Regions from separate parts of the Mus musculus genome. Here region 1 is linked to region 2. Evidence: chromatin contacts called from public HiChIP or PLAC-seq data. All regions are on one chromosome and are shown on one strand. Each heading gives the region's core, a stretch centred on a gene start, on an enhancer-like site or on the middle of the called end of the contact. The rest is flanking DNA. Distances are from core to core; before and after follow the strand shown.

What was found. HiChIP or PLAC-seq counts read pairs in DNA pulled down with a chosen protein or histone mark.
Region 1: an H3K4me3 HiChIP or PLAC-seq map of bone marrow-derived macrophages shows a contact between it and region 2, with 3 times the contacts expected there. The contact joins two enhancer-like sites. A contact is called at or near these places in 1 of 15 datasets of contacts at CTCF or cohesin (pro-B cells), 7 of 484 Hi-C or Micro-C datasets (the C2C12 cell line, the N1E-115 cell line, cerebellar granule neurons and 3 more), 6 of 115 datasets of contacts at active chromatin or transcription factors (astrocytes, bone marrow-derived macrophages, differentiating embryonic stem cells and 3 more) and 3 of 9 other capture datasets (bone marrow-derived macrophages, embryonic tail and embryonic trunk).

The regions. Positions count from the first base shown.
Region 1 is chr14:21,611,821-21,614,522 of GRCm38.p6, reverse strand. The region is part of intron 3 of Kat6b (K(lysine) acetyltransferase 6B); the gene reads right to left. Among named protein-coding and RNA genes, the nearest start is that of Dupd1, 100 kb to the left of the region's middle. Within about 2 kb of position 1,257, at least 21 of the 459 cell types and tissues checked have an H3K27ac peak or open chromatin away from gene starts, as enhancers often do. A contact at or near this core is called in bone marrow-derived macrophages, where this site is marked.
Region 2 is chr14:21,267,133-21,269,832 of GRCm38.p6, reverse strand. The region is part of intron 6 of Adk (adenosine kinase); the gene reads right to left. Among named protein-coding and RNA genes, the nearest start is that of Gm52152, 150 kb to the left of the region's middle. Within about 2 kb of position 1,377, at least 15 of the 459 cell types and tissues checked have an H3K27ac peak or open chromatin away from gene starts, as enhancers often do. A contact at or near this core is called in bone marrow-derived macrophages, where this site is marked.

The DNA.
Region 1 (2,702 bases), core at 8-2,507, 340 kb before region 2:
TGTTCTTGATCTTGACACTATCACCAGGTAAACAGGCTTCTGATGTTGTGATGTTCAGCCTTACTTCAGGGCCAATGGAGCAATGGAGCTAGCTGACCACTGACTAAAACCTTCCAAACTATGGTCCAAAATAGACTTGCCTTTCACTGTGATGACTCAGTGACACTGTGGCTTCTTGAGGGCCGGGGCTCCCCTTCCTCTTCTGAGGTGAGGCTTTCATTCCTTGTCTTTCTATGTATTCCTCTTGGAATTCCTTCTGGTCACGGCCTCCGCTTTCCAACCCAATGATCCAATGTGTTTCTAGTCACTGTGAAACTAGATGACTAACCAACTGCTCCCTGAGGCATTCATACATAGCAACTCTAAGAAACCAGTGCTAACTGCCGCCCCCCACCCCCAAAACCATACATACGGCCAAAGGCTGCACCTTTCCCTCCCAGCTCCCCCAGCACGGGTAGGTTCCCCAGGCTCGCGAGGGAGGCTGACCTTCTACCTACAGATCCTGCTCATGTTCTGCAGAGAGGTTCTGTCCCTCTCCCAGCTGCGCCTCACAGCCTCTCTGCTGCCTCCTGTTTCAATGAGCTTCCACTTAGTGCGATGCTGTAATTTTGAACTGTACACTTATCTTAGATTTGCTAATTTGAAAACACACATGCACACAACTCATCTGTAAGTAAGATTTAACCACCCAGCAATCTGAGCAGCAGACACAAAATTTCATTTGGCATAATATCTAATACTTATGTGAAGCTAATTAAAGATAATTTGGCCTTAATGAGGCAAGGAGAATAGAACAGTGTTAATTTCAAAGTAGGCCGACCCATGAAAGTCAAGTAAAATCACTCCCCAGTCTCAGCATTTCCTCAGACCTGACTGAGGACTGTCTCAGTTTTATGAGTGGCTAGGACAATCTCCGGATGTGTCACGTGGCTGATCATGCAAGCCCCGTGGATCTAGAGGACAGACTTACTATTTTCCATTGTACAGAATAAGCAAATGTCTGTTGCAGCCAGCAGGAAGGGGAGTGGGGCATGGGGTTGGAGACACTACATTCGGGGCGGCTTTCTGTACCTCACTTCACATGTTTACTGCCCTTGACTTGAGCAGTTTTTTTTTTAAAATGGGACTTTTAGCAAGGAAAAAATGGAGTTCTGATCATTTGTTATACAGTCATCTTTAAAGCAGAGGAAGTCCAGTGATCTCACTTCATGTGGAAGCAGAAGGAAACAGTTACACTCATGTCTGTGGAAGCTCAGCGCAGTACAATCGTCATCACAGCAATGGGGCTTCAGAGAGAGGTGACTAAGAGCGTCGAGCACATATGGGAAGCACATTGAATAATCATCATCCTCCTGATGGCTGCATCTGGACTTCCTTCTTCTGGTTGTCTATTACTCATGGACATTTTTCTTTTTTAACAAAAATATCTTATGTTCAGAATTCCTTTGATCCTTACAAACAGTCCCGATTCCATCCTGCAGTCGGTGGGTCCTTCTGTGGATGGGAAGGCAGCAGGCTCTACAAGGCCACCTGGAGGACCAACCTTTAGTTCCCCTGGAGCTGCAGGACTGGACTGTGCCAGCATGGCTCCCATCCTGACAAGGCACTGCAGAAGCATGTGGCCCATCATGGTCTTCCTCATGAAAACCATGGTGTTAGAAACCACATGTACTCCAACGCCTCCTAAGATTAACCACATTTTACTTTGATGCTTCATTAAAAAAAAAAAAAAAAAAAAAAGATTTATTTTTATTTTGTGTGCATTGGTGTTTTGCCTGAAGTGACTGTATCAGATATCCTGAAACTGGAGTTACAGACACTTACAAACTGCCATGTGGGTCCTAGGAATTGAACCCAGGTCCTCTGGAAGAGTAGCCAATGCCCTTAACCCCTGAGCCATCTCTTCAGCCCCTGATGCTTCTTTTTTCTTAAGTTTTTCGAGACAGGGTTTCTCTGTGTAGTCTTGGCTGTCCTGGAACTCACTCTGTAGACCAGGCTGGCCTCGAACTCAGAAATCCGCCTGCCTCTGCCTCCGGAGTGCTGGGATTAAAGGTGTGCGCCACCACGCCCAGCGATGCTTAATTTTAGGAGGAAAAAGGAATATAGTTTTTTTCCTAATTGACCAGAGGGCGTACATGTCTACACAGTATTCCATAATTGGGATCTTCTCCCAGCCCCTGAAGTAGTCAAATCCAAGCTGATACACTCACAGATGGTTAAGGAACTGCCAGAGCACTGCTCTACTTTAGAGCCCAGAGAGGCACCTTCAGGCATCCTCTGTGCTCTACAGAATACACTATGCCCCAAGGTTTGCATTTCTGCCAGTAACAGGTAGATGTATGTGATCCAGGGACAGAGAACCTGACCCTTCTCTACTTGCTAGAAAAGAAGGGTACTTTTGAGGGCAGAAAGGACAAGCCTGGGAAGCAAGGATGGAGAAGTGGGAAGCTTCAGAGAAAAGACATTTCAGCCACTTTTGTGCAGAGGGGGCCAGACCTCCCTCTGCTGGGTCTTCAATCTGGGAAGACTAGGGGAGCTTGATGGTATTATAAAGTCTAAGATCAACCTGGGTAGAATTACACCTTGATACCCTATAAGGAAGGCCTTGAAGTTATGATAAAATCCCAGATTCGCAACAACTCAGCAGGGCCGGGTGTGTCATCAGCAATGAGGAATATATGAAGAGAATCTTTCTTCCCACT
Region 2 (2,700 bases), core at 128-2,627:
TTTTTTTTTTTTTTTTTTTTTTTTTTTTTTTTTTTTTTTTTTACATACTGTTTAATGTAGCTACTTAAGTACAGGTTGCCCCAAGCTTGTGATCCCGAGCCCTAGGATGGCAAGTAAGCATGTGCCACCATGCCTGGCTAGCATAACATTGCTTATTTTAAAATATCAAATAACACTGCATTCTGTGTATCTAACATATAGCAGATCTTCTCTCTGTTCATTTGTTGATGTAAACGTAAGATGTTCTTGCACACTTGTCTACTATGAATGACGCTGGAATGGAACCAAAGGAGATATTCCTTAGATATACTGATATCACCCTTTCTCCCATACAAATTCAAATATGGAATTGTTGGATCATCTGTTTTTGAGAAACTTGCAGTTTACCATGGTAACTCCACTAAGTTACATTCTTATGAATGAAGAGTGTACAGGTTTTCCTTCTGACTTTGCCTTTGTGTGTGTGAGTACGTAGTCACGTGAAGTGTACATAAATGTTTCTGGGAGATATGTATATGCCATAGCTTGATGTCTGTTGTCAGTCTCAGTTGTTCCCTAACACAATTGTTATTATTTTTTCTGTCAGTAACCTTTTATTTTCACTGTGCTATAAAATATAGTAATTAAAATATAGCATGTTGGTGCTTGAGAGATGGCTCAGAGGTTAAGAGCACTGGCTGCTCTTCCAGAGGTCTTGAGTTCAAGTCCCACACATGGTGGTTCATAGCCATCTATAATGAGATCTGGTGCCCTTATTGTTGTAAATAACCTTATTATTGTATATCCATACATATTAAGAATATACAATATATATGTGCATACAATAATTGCATATTCTTGGCAATTCTACATCTTCTTTAGAAAAATGTCTATTTATGCTTTGGCTCACTTTGAAATTGATTATGATTATCATGTGTACTGAGTTCTTTACAAGTTTGGATACTTAACTACTTGTCATTTCACAAAAGTACCCTTCCATCTTTGGATGGCTTTGCATTTTGCTGTTTCTTTTAGATGACAACAGGTTTCATTGGATGCCCTGTGAAATGGAAACTTACTGTTTCTTTGGAAAGTCAGTTGTGTCTAATGGTGTTTTGCTGTGAAGGAGTGTTTTCCTAAAGCAGACATGGGTGAAAGGATGTTTTGCTAAAGTAAGAATGTGAAAGGACGTGTGATGAAGGATTCTTTGCTAACAACACACATGTATTGGTTCACCTGACATCGTGTAGCTGAGCTCTGTTTGTCGCACTCCATAGAAACACACCATAAAACTTCTGGTGGTGTTTTGGTGGCTCCTTGCTGCTTCCACACACTCATGCTGACTAGCAGTGTGATGTCAGCTGATACAGAGTCATGTGGAGTTTTGCTAAGACAGACTGACGTCATGGAGGACACGTGACATTTGGAGGGAGTATAAACACGACTCATAGACTGTGAAAGAGGCTTGGTCTTGTGCCTTCGCTGATCTTCAAGTTGTTGAGAAAGACACTGCAGAGAACTCCTGGCAGCCCTGATAGTCTTGGTAGTCTCGTGCTGACTCGTGGCAAGTCAGGTGAGACCTGCTAGTTTCTGCTAGGTAGTCCCACCACTGCTGATTTGTGCTTGCTATCCTGACACTACTGAACTGGACTGCTGGTATACTCATTAAGTATTTTTGAGAGGATCAAACTGATACTGCTGACTCCTGTAAACTGAACTGCGGATTTCCTGACAATGCAGATGGGATTTTTTTCCATAGAACAGTCCTACACAGGTCCACTTCCCCTATATCCTAATAACCTTTCCTTCCCTCTACCTCTGGTGGTTATGGGCTAGAAGGAAAGTTAAAGTATTTAAGAACCCATATTAATGTAGGTTTTGAAAAAAAATATAAGCTTACAGTCTTGATTGTTTAATTTCCCTCCAGTTGCCTATCCTTTAGGTGACATTAAAAAAAAAAATCACTGCTAAGATCAATTTGATTGATTGCTTGCTATGACTTCTTATAGTTTTATGATTTCTAGCTATGTGTTTAAACCTGTAATCCATTTTGGGGGGGGGGAGAGAGACAGAGAGAGAGAGAGAGAGAAAGAGAGAGAGAAAGTATTAAGAGACATATACTAATATCTAAAGGAAGAACGCCTTCCTTCATTTTTCTCCTCTGCATGCTAACATCCATTTTTGATACCATACAATTTATTTAGGAATTTATCACCTGATAGACAGGTGATTATTTAGACTATTGTGCTATTTTCAATAATGGTGTTACAAATATTTGGGTATAAATGTTTGTGTAAACATAGGTGTTTATTTCTCTTTGGTATCTGGGTCAAAGAGTAAGGATCTGTAGTCAGCCAAATAAGGAAGGGCCAATATCCTACCAACAGTATATGGGTTTCAGTCCACTCATGTCCTCACTAACGCCTTGTCACTACCCAAGTCTTAGTTATAGCCATTCTAGTGTCTAGTGGGTATGGTGTTAAACCTTTATGGCTTTAACCTGTATGACTTTCATGCAAACGTTTAGCACCTCTCCATGTGTGTATTTTGAGGGGTGCTGGAGATGGAACCTACTTCCTTATATACTTGCTTACACATGTATCCCCTCTTCCTAAATGCTTTTTATGTGTATTTTTCATGAAGTGGGGGTAAAATAAGTTTCAAAGCCAAAATTATTACAGCTAACCTATTAGTTATGAGGACATACATGCACTAAGTCCT